3 separate regions of the Mus musculus genome follow, and regions 1 and 2 are each linked to region 3. The links are chromatin contacts, called in public HiChIP or PLAC-seq and promoter capture Hi-C maps. All regions are on one chromosome and are shown on one strand. The core of a region is the stretch at or near the end of the contact, and the rest is flanking DNA. Distances in the headings are between cores, read along the strand shown.

Region 1 (2,906 bases), core at 225-2,724, 88 kb before region 3:
GGCATCCCCTTTTCTTAAACACAGGATATAGTTACACAGTCTTACAAAACACACATTATTAGAAGAAATAGTTCCAATTTTCTATTTCAAAGCCAATAATTTCCCTGACTTCCCAGCCACTCTCCCAACATGGATATATATATCTGAAATGTTTAATTAGAAAAACTATCCAAACACAAGTCAATTTTATATAAAATATTTAATTTTTAAAACACAGACTATTCATGTCACATAAATAGTTTCAATTTTAGGTTAGCTGCTTATGGCCAGCAGATGTACCAAATGTGACAAATAATAATTTAGATACTGTCACTTATAGGAAAGTCTAAAGCTCTAAGACTCACCATATTAAAATTTCAGAGACTTGAATACTCTAATTTCTAAATTTCAAAACATTTTTTCACTTCCTCTACTGTTTTATTAAGTTGTTAGTACTCTGTATTCAAATAAAAGCAAAATATTTTTTCTTCCATTAATTTTTTTCTTTCACCAACAAAATACGATCAAAAAATAAAATGGTCAACTGAAAACTCATTTTTAATAGGCATAAACTGGAAAATTATCTTTAAAATATTCTGTCACCAAACAATAATGTTTCCTGAATGTTTGTAAATGCAGGGTCACAAATCATATAAAGGGCATGAAGCTAAGCTGCTTTTCATAACAGTTCTTCCTTACTTAGTATCCAATGGGAAAGGTACTACAACAATTGAAATTGTCAGTCGGCACGCGAGGGCGGTTCCCCAGAGTCTCTTATCTACGAATGATGAAGGTGATGCTGGCTATTTACCTTTGGTTCCTTTTCAGAAATAGAATTTTGGTTTTTTGTGTGTGTGTGTGTGTGTGTGTGAACGTAAACATAGTGCGACTTGACAACATCAGAGTTATTCTTTCTTGGTTGATTCTAATAGAATAGCACTGCTCTAATCTGGCAGAAATTATAGTAAATTTCACAGAATTGAAAGGAAGAGGGAAGGTTTTCTCTTTGAGTTTTCTGTTTGCTTTACTAAATTAGATCTAGGACATGTTTCTACTTAAGTTGACATTTTCTTAAAATTATATAACTTAAAATAAGGTGTTTGCCACCCTCCTTCTGTGGACTTCAATACATTTGTTATGTACCATATGTATTTATTTATGAATTGTTATACATACTTGCTTCAAAACTCCTGCCCTCCAAATAGAAACTGGGTCAGTATGACAGCCAGAAAGAAAGGAGCACTCTAAAATTCTCATTCAGCTACTACTTTCAACCACTTAATTGATAAAAAAAAGTTTTAGTACTTCCCAGAAGTAACATAAGGTTCTGAGTTCTCCCTTTCTTTTCCTCTTACACCCCTACCAAGAGAAGGTAACAGTGGAAGTCAACACAGCCAAAAGACAGGCAGAAAGGGACAGTGTGACAGGCAGGCAGAGGGAATGGAGCTAACAGAACTGACCAAGCAACTCCTGAGAGCGGAGAAGCTCCCTGCCCCGTCAGCACAGTACAGACTCCCTTAGAAAGACAGTGGTGTGAAGGCTCATTTCATCCGCAGACCTTAAGCTTACCTGTTAAGGCACTTACTCAACCCCTCCCCACCCTACCCATAGTTTTCATATAAAAACCACTATTTCATTTGAATGAATTTTCCTGTATTATGGTAACCTGAAAAAAACAAAACAAAAATAATGTTGACCATTTTTTATATAAAACTGTTGCATCAAGAGAAAGGTTGTGTTTTATTTTTCTGAAATGAGCACAAAGTACACCTTTCACAATAACACTGAAAGCAGGTGCAAAGACTGACAGTGACCTTCGACTAAAGGTAGCTTTGTAAAAAGAAAATACCAAATAAATCAGTGCCCTTTCTGATTGTTGTAAAACTGGAAGGGGGATGGGGGGCATGGGGGGAAGGGGAGCTTGTTTACATAAAAGTTGGTCCAAACTTACAAAAAAAAGCACAAGTGTGCATAGTTCAGAAGATCTGCCACAGGGCCATAAAAACATTATGTCCCTAATGTTAGCATCCACTTAAAACTGCAAGAATACAAAATAAAATTGTTAACTAAAATCTGTGACGATGTACAATCAATAGAGCTAGTTTTAAGAACAGCATGAATTTAAGCAAAGATTTTTTTTGTTGTTTTGTTTTTTTCACTATTGTATGCAAGACCCTTTCCACATAAAAATAAAGCTGTTGTTGAATTAATATTATTCAAGTCTCTTGGATTGCTGCCTGAAATTGCAGCTAGAAAAGTCTTTCCAGATAAAAATGATGTGCCTGAGGAAAAACAGATACTCAGTATGGTAACCCTCTGCCTCGACCTCTGCCAGCTGATGTGCTAATGTGTCCCCTGTATCCTTGTGAATATCCAGGTCCTTGGGCAGGAGAAGTCCAGGTCTGTCCATGCATGAGGCTAGGGCCACCTGGATTTTCCTGTAAGTTACCACCATAGTTATAGTTGTGCATCTTTGCTGGCAAGGGATGAGTACTCTCTGGCCCTGTGGAAGGGTCATTGCTGTTTGTGAGGACTGTGATAGGACCATGGCTATATTCAAATCTATGGTCCTTGTCTCCACTAAACAACATGGGACCAGCATTGAGGTAAATGTCTCCATATCCAGCTACTGAACTGGCAAACGACTCAGTAAAGGCAGAAGTTTGAGGTGGACCACCAGTGTGAGATGAAGCAGTACTGTAGTTATCCAGAGACTGAATATCTGAGTTTCCAATGAAACTACGTGCTTCCAATGGTGCAGCAGCGGAGCTACTTCCTAGACCATCACTGCTAACGTAAGGAGCGGCAGAGAAAGAAGATCCAAAGTTGTCCTTATAGTCTGAACTGGGCACATATGTGTCTCCTGTGGGATAATCGATACCACCTTCTCTTTTGGGATCATCCTGGGGCTGATGCTGAGCAAGCAG
Region 2 (3,065 bases), core at 261-2,760, 69 kb before region 3:
TTAAACTGAAGAAGACATTGAGTAGTAAGAATTTAACTTAAATAATTCAGGTGAAACTGCTACAGTAATGTGTACCTTGAAGCCTAACTACGTCAACTAGGACTTGTAGGCAACAAAATCAGGTCCAACAATCAAACAGAGAACAGGCTTAGAAGGAATCACAGTAAAGAAAATATACACATACATCATTTGGGCATCTTTATTTTGTCCATTTCAAAGGTAAATATTAAAAGCATTTTCAATGTACTTAGGATAATCCTTTTTTTTTTTATTTCCTTTCACTTATAACATTACTTGCTCACCCCTAGTTCGTGAACAATGTTTCTGAAAACCAACAGATTCTATGTCTATGTGAGTCAACTTAAAAAAAAAAAAAAATCGACATTCATTCTCTTTTTGATACTCACATTCCTTAACTAAGATAAATATGTAACCTCACTAGAAAATTACAGGTTACTAACATTCTTTTAGCTTGCCATGTGTTCAAGATACTATTTACAGAGGAACGCAACAGAAGTATGCAACAAAAGATTGGGAAGCAGTTACATAACAGTTTAAGGACCCATCTTCCCTGCCCTCTGAGCCCTCTGAGGCAAAGCTGCCTGGAGCAGTCTGCTATTCCAGGGGGACCTCCCTTCTTCCACCACCTCTCCTCCACCCATCAGACTCCTGAACCATACATATAGGAGCATGTTGTCCTCTGAGAGGCTCCACCAAGCAGCTGACTCAGACAGATACAGACATCCACAGCCAAACAATGGGTAGAGTTTGGGAACTCTCAGAGCCTGAACCACCAACCAAAGAACACACACCAGCTAAACCTAGACCTCCCCACACATATGTAACATGCAGCTTGGTCTTCACATGGGTCCTGAGCAATTGGAACGGGGGGGGGGGGGGCTATCCCAAAAGCTGGGATGTGTTGTTCTAGCTAGGCTGCCTTGTCTGGCTCAGAGGGAGAGGATATACTTAGCCTCACAGAGACTTGAAGTACCAGGATACGGGGGATACCCAGAGGGGACCCCACACACACATACCAGCTCAGAGGAAAAGGGAGGGAGGGGATGGGGAGGAATGCCCAGGAGGGGAGCAGTGAGCAGGATGTAAAGTAAGTAAGTAAAAAATAAAATTAAATTTAAAGAAAGAAAGAAAACAAAACATAGAGCAGTGACCCCAGATTCAGGATAGTGATTAATCTGAGCAGGGATGGGAAGATTGAAGTTAGGAACCTTTTTCTTAAGGTACTGAGTCATGGCTGTTGAAAGACTAGACTGTTACATTTGTGAATTGCTTATATTATACTATTTATTCAACATTTAAGAAAATAGGTTTCCATTTCAACATTTATAGCTTGAAACATTATTTTTAAAACTGTAAACATTTTTTAAGCTAATCGTTTTCCTCATTTATCAACAACAAGCATAAAACTGCTTTGCTCTTGTTCCATGGAGGGACTGGATGCTGATTTCATCAGTGTGGTCAAAGCCTGGCCCAGAAAGCAGGAAGCTAACCTTGTATATGTAAGAGACAGAGAGGAGCCTCTTTTTTCCTGTGAAGATAATGCAAGAGGGAAGCAGGGAACAGGAGGAGGAGTGGGTCTTTGAGGCTGACCCACATTCTGAAATGCTGACCTCTTTGAGGGCACTGAAGACTTTGTCTGCCTTAGTAGTGAAATCTTCAGTTTGGCTAAGTTTACTTTTTGTTCATTACCCTAATCCATTATCCACTTATATGAAATTCCCTGTTATGCAAATTGAGTATTATAGTTATTTTCTCTTTGTTAATTCATAAATTAATGATAAGAACAACTATAAAATACAAACACTGGGGAGTTGGATACACACAAGGATGAGAAAGAACAGGAAGGAGGGGTGTTCCTTTGCATTCTTTCTCTGCCAGCATGTCAGAGTAAGGCACCAGTGAATCTCAGGCATATGCTACTATCACTTTTCTGATATTTAATGAATGTTTGTTGATTATTTAATTTACTGACTTTCTTCAATTTTGAAAAAAATTAGTTTAAGAAACATTGCAACTACTGATTTTAGAAATACTTGCAAGCATTTACATACTAACATACAGGGCCTGGTTCTTCTGAGTACTTTGATAGTAGTTTAGGACTTTCTAGTGTGTTACAGGATTACTTTTATGAATTAAATAATCTTGTAGTTTTTCCTTTATATCTGAGGTAATTTTTTCTATCAAAGTCTTCATTTCACTGCATTTCTTTTCTCACTGTTAAGTTATAAGATTAATTTACATAGTGCAGTGGGTAACTCCTTCAGACATGACATTTTGGCGTTATACATGAAGCTCTCCATTTTTGTACTGTGGTCATTTATTCCCTGGGCTTTCTTTTGCTGCTCCGTTTGTCACCTGAATGATCCCTATGCTGGTTTCATTTTCTTACTTACACTATAGACAGGATCTGTTCTGAGAACTGCACTGTTTGGCGGATCATTTAATGTGACCTCTTAGTACAATCAAAAGAGGGAGTTAAATATGAGATCTGTAATGCACAAGACTGAACTGAAGCAAAGACTGAGCTATGACACTTTAATATTTGATCTACTGCTTCCAATTTGTATATGCTTGTCAGCCATGTGCACTTGTTATGGTAGGCATGTGCAGAGGACAGTGTGATGAATTAGTCCTCTTGCTCAAACCTCACTTCATTAGGCTTCACAGCAACTCTTTACCCACTGAACCATTCCTCCTGCCTTCTCTACTACTCTTTTTAAAATGCAAACTTCATCTTCGTTTTTGTATTCTAATTTTATCCTATTTAATTTAGGGCACATATTCTGCTATTTCATTCTTTCGGAATTCTCATTTTTGGCATCTTCTAACTAATGCTTATAAATGTTCAAATTAGCACTGAAAAAATTGGGGGAGTGTCAGTTCCTCATGATTCCAGTTCACTTGCCTGTAATATCAAAAAAGAAAGATAAAAGCTTGCTGTGTTCCTGGTAAAGTCCACCACTGCTAAACAACCTTTATTCTACATACATTATCTAGTCTGTGGTATTCAGACAGTAACAAAAATGAAATGGACTGAGACAATC
Region 3 (3,363 bases), core at 647-3,146:
TGCACTAACCTGCTGACAGTTAAAAGCAACAAGTTAAAAACTTTGAACTCTTAGGACTCATCCCTGCCTAGGCTGGTCGCTTGGTCCCTCCCACCCTCACAGGTGCATTCAGCACTCCCCTCTCCGCTAGAAACCCACCCTCCGACCCGGAGCGCTGGCCTGGGAAGCGGACCGAGTAAACCAGAGGCGCCTCGCCCCACCTTCCCCGCCTCCTAGGGTTGGGGGGACAGGACTCACCTGAGTACTGGGCTGTAGGGGCTGCGCGAGCGCCGCCAGCTGCTGCTGCTGTACGGGCTGGGGGATACGTCGCCGCCCCGCTCGTAGGAGCTGTGGCGGCTGTAGCTGGGCGAGCGGCGCCGGCTATAGGGGCTCGGGGAGCGCGGCAGCCGCCGGGAATAAGGACTGCTGCCACCTCCCGCCGGACTGGGGGACTTGCGGCTCCGAAGGCTCTGCGAGGCCCTGTGGGACACCGGGCTTTCGTCCCGGCCTCCCAGCGGGCTCAGGGACCGCTGCCGCCGCCTGTAGGCCTTCGGCTCGCTCTTGTCCTCCCGGTAGGCCTTGGGCGGCTCCTTGTAGGCCGAGGGCGGTTCCTTGGACGACTTAGTCCGGCTGCGGTGGGCCTTGAGGTCCCGGTCCTTGCGGCTGCTACTGCTGCTGGACGTAGCCGACGCGCTCTTGCGGCGGCCGCCGCTGCTGCTGCTGCTGCCGCTCTTGGCGGCCTCCGCCCGCTCCTCGCCGCTGTGTCCGTGGCGGCTGCGGGCCTTTGAGGCCTCGCTGCCGCTGCGCGTCCCGTCCCGCCGCCGGTGCTCGCGGTGGCGCTCCTTGCTGCGGCCGCTGCTGCTGCGGCGGTCCCGGCGCGGCCTGCGCTCCGACCCCTCCGCGCGCCTCTGCGTGCCGGAGGAGGAGGCCGGACTCCCGCCGTTGCCCCCCGTTCCCCCGGCAGCCGTCGCCGCCGTTGCCGCGCTGGCGCCCCCCAGCAGCAGCCCCTGCTCGGACTGGGAGCTCACATCCTCGTACTCCACCAGCGGGGTCACACCCCCGCCGCTACTGGCACCGCCACCGCCGTCCTGCTGCGGCTGGGGCAGCGAGAAGACCCGGCGCTTCTCCGCCTCCTGCCCGGCGCGGGGCCCGCGGCGCCGCTTCTGCCGCCCTCCGGGGCGCCTCTTGCCTCTCGCCAGCCGCTTGACCTCCAGAGGAGGGCCCGGGCTGAAGCAAGAGGAGGAGGCCGCGGCGGCGGCGGCTGCGGCGGCGGCCGCGCCGGGGGCAGCCAGGAAGAGCAGAGGCGGCGGGGGCGGCGGCGGTTGCAGGAGCTGCGGCTGCAGGAGCGGCAACAGCAGCGGCGGCTGCTGAGGGGACAGGAATCGCCTCCGCTTGCGGCGCTCCTCCAACTTCTTCTCGGCCCAGCTCAGGCCCCCGCCTCCCCCCAGCGCCGTGTCCGAGCTACTCGGCATCGCCTAGAGCCCGCCGCAGAGTGCGGCGCGGGTGCGGCCTCCTCCGGGGTCAGACCCTGGCCATGTCCCCCGCCGGGAAGGGGGACGGCAGCCGCGGCGGAGGGGTAGCGAGCAGCAGGGCCGGCCGGGAGTCGCGCCACGATAATCCGGGTCGGGACGCGCGTCCCCGGTTCCAGTCGCGGTGTGTGCGCAGCGGCGTCAGGGCCTGGCGCGGGAGGATCCTATCCTCGGCGGAAAGCCGGCCGTGCCGGGCGGCGGCGGTGGCGGCGGCGGCGGCGGCCTCGGGCTCCGGCGGCGCAACGCGGAAGTGCCACCGCGGGCCGCGCTTCACTCCATCGTCCTGACGTCGGGGGCGAGCTCGCGGGAGGGCAGTGGGCGCGACCACAGCACGCCTCCGTCGCCGGCCGGCCGCGGCGCGTCCACGTCGTCCTGTGGCGGCGGCGGCGACACCCCGCGGCGCTCGGACGGGCCTGGGCCTGGCGCCCCGAGGGCACTGCGCGCAGCTTCCGGAGCGGGGGCGCGGCTCGCTGTCCTCCGCCCCTCCACGCGGGCTCCGCGCGCGCCGCTCGCCCCTCCCTGCCCTCCGCGTTCTCCCTGCGGGACGGCGACGCGACTGGCTGGCCGAGCCCTCGCCGCGCACCACCCACTCGCCGCGTTCCTCAAGACTTTTGCCCCTAAACCCAACGCTAGGTCGGCGGCGCGCACGCTCGTCACGTTCGGGGACGCCGATGGAGAGAGCGAGCGCGGGCGAGGGGAGGTGCTGCGTGCTCGCGCCCGCCGGGACCCTGGCCGTCACCGGAAGTGACGCGAGGAGCCACTCCACTTCCGGCAGGGGTGGGACGGAGGAGCAGGGTTAAAGAAAGGAGAGGAGGCGTGGGCTGCGCTGTGCTGTCGCTGGAGGCCTTCCCTCCGGCGCCACTCATGGCGCTTGTTGCTCGCCTCCAGTGAAAAGGTCACGGCAGGACCCGGGAGAACCTTGACGACTACCTTTTCCCCAGCCACGGGATCGGAACATCTGTGAGAGCAGACTCCCCACAGAGGGCGAATGTGACGTTAGCTTGACTAGACTCACGTACGCCCAAGTTCAAGGACCCATCGTAACCTAAAAATATACTTGGTGTTCATAGCTTCGAGCTTCCGCGACACTGACGTTTCGGAACCTTTAAAAAGCCTTACACAGGGCTGGAGAGGTGGCTCAGAGGTTAAGAACACTCACTGCTCTTCCAGAGGTCCTGAGTTCAATTCCCAGCAACAGTATGGTGGCTCACAACCAGCTGTAATGGGGATCCCTCTTCTGATGTGTCACATACATGAAATAAGTAAATCTCTTTATAAAGCAAAAGCATTAAGTAAATCTGAAAGATGAGTCAAAATATCAAGGAGGACTACTAAAAATCCCAGGAACCTTAAAAACATTTTGTAGTAGTGGAAGCTGCCCTCTTTGTACTTTCACCTGTAATTATATCTAACTAAAGCTATGAGCTGTCAGCTACATAATGCCCTCATCTCTTGCCTTAAGATTGCCCTTCAGTTAGAGGCTAGGTATTCGGGGTAATTAGATTAAAATCTAAAAGGCTTATTGGTCATTAATACTGGAAAGAAGATAAACATTGCTCAGTGGGTACATGTAATTACCCCTTAACAAATTTATTCAGATCATCAGCTGGCTTTTAGTTCTTAAATACTTAGTAATCAAGTTGACCTCAGCATCATCTCACAAACTGATGGAAGCTCAGACTTTGAAGTTTACAAAAGATACTTGCTAGAAGATAGGTTTGAATAGCTACTTCTGACAAAGACAGGCCTGAGTGGAACACCCAGTGGAACCTTCTACACAGAAGGGGGCAAAGCAAAGATACTGGGAAACGAAATTTCAGAAGTATGTTACCTAAAGCAAATTTCTTCTTGACAT

What was found. Promoter capture Hi-C pulls out the DNA fragments that hold promoters and counts their contacts. HiChIP or PLAC-seq counts read pairs in DNA pulled down with a chosen protein or histone mark.
Region 1: a promoter capture Hi-C map of liver shows a contact between it and region 3. The contact joins the enhancer-like site here to the promoter of Cdk13 in region 3. A contact is called at or near these places in 11 of 39 promoter capture datasets (3T3-L1-derived adipocytes, the C10 cell line, the HPC-7 cell line and 8 more), 15 of 484 Hi-C or Micro-C datasets (the C2C12 cell line, CD8 T cells, the G1E-ER4 cell line and 10 more), 12 of 115 datasets of contacts at active chromatin or transcription factors (the 230-238 cell line, the SCID.adh cell line, bone marrow-derived macrophages and 6 more) and 3 of 9 other capture datasets (adipose tissue, liver and pancreatic islet).
Region 2: a contact with region 3 is called in an H3K4me3 HiChIP or PLAC-seq map of bone marrow-derived macrophages, with 2.6 times the contacts expected there. The contact joins the enhancer-like site here to the promoter of Cdk13 in region 3. A contact is called at or near these places in 20 of 39 promoter capture datasets (the 3T3-L1 cell line, 3T3-L1-derived adipocytes, the C10 cell line and 13 more), 4 of 15 datasets of contacts at CTCF or cohesin (CD8 T cells, the G1E-ER4 cell line, large pre-B cells and 1 more), 84 of 484 Hi-C or Micro-C datasets (the 3T3-L1 cell line, the 63-12 cell line, the AML12 cell line and 57 more), 41 of 115 datasets of contacts at active chromatin or transcription factors (the 230-238 cell line, DN3 thymocytes, the HPC-7 cell line and 29 more) and 3 of 9 other capture datasets (adipose tissue, liver and pancreatic islet).

The regions. Positions count from the first base shown.
Region 1 is chr13:17,715,782-17,718,687 of GRCm38.p6, forward strand. Cdk13 (cyclin-dependent kinase 13) reads right to left here. Exons shown (of 14, transcript NM_027118.1): 14 at 181-2,906. The coding sequence ends at 2,280. Among named protein-coding and RNA genes, the nearest start is that of Mplkip, 22 kb to the left of the region's middle. Within about 2 kb of position 1,475, at least 3 of the 459 cell types and tissues checked have an H3K27ac peak or open chromatin away from gene starts, as enhancers often do. A contact at or near this core is called in liver, where this site is marked.
Region 2 is chr13:17,734,696-17,737,760 of GRCm38.p6, forward strand. The region is part of intron 9 of Cdk13 (cyclin-dependent kinase 13); the gene reads right to left. Among named protein-coding and RNA genes, the nearest start is that of Mir466i, 11 kb to the right of the region's middle. Within about 2 kb of position 1,511, at least 1 of the 459 cell types and tissues checked has an H3K27ac peak or open chromatin away from gene starts, as enhancers often do. A contact at or near this core is called in bone marrow-derived macrophages, where this site is marked.
Region 3 is chr13:17,803,201-17,806,563 of GRCm38.p6, forward strand. Cdk13 (cyclin-dependent kinase 13) reads right to left here and starts at 1,897. Exons shown (of 14, transcript NM_027118.1): 1 at 238-1,897. The coding sequence starts at 1,451.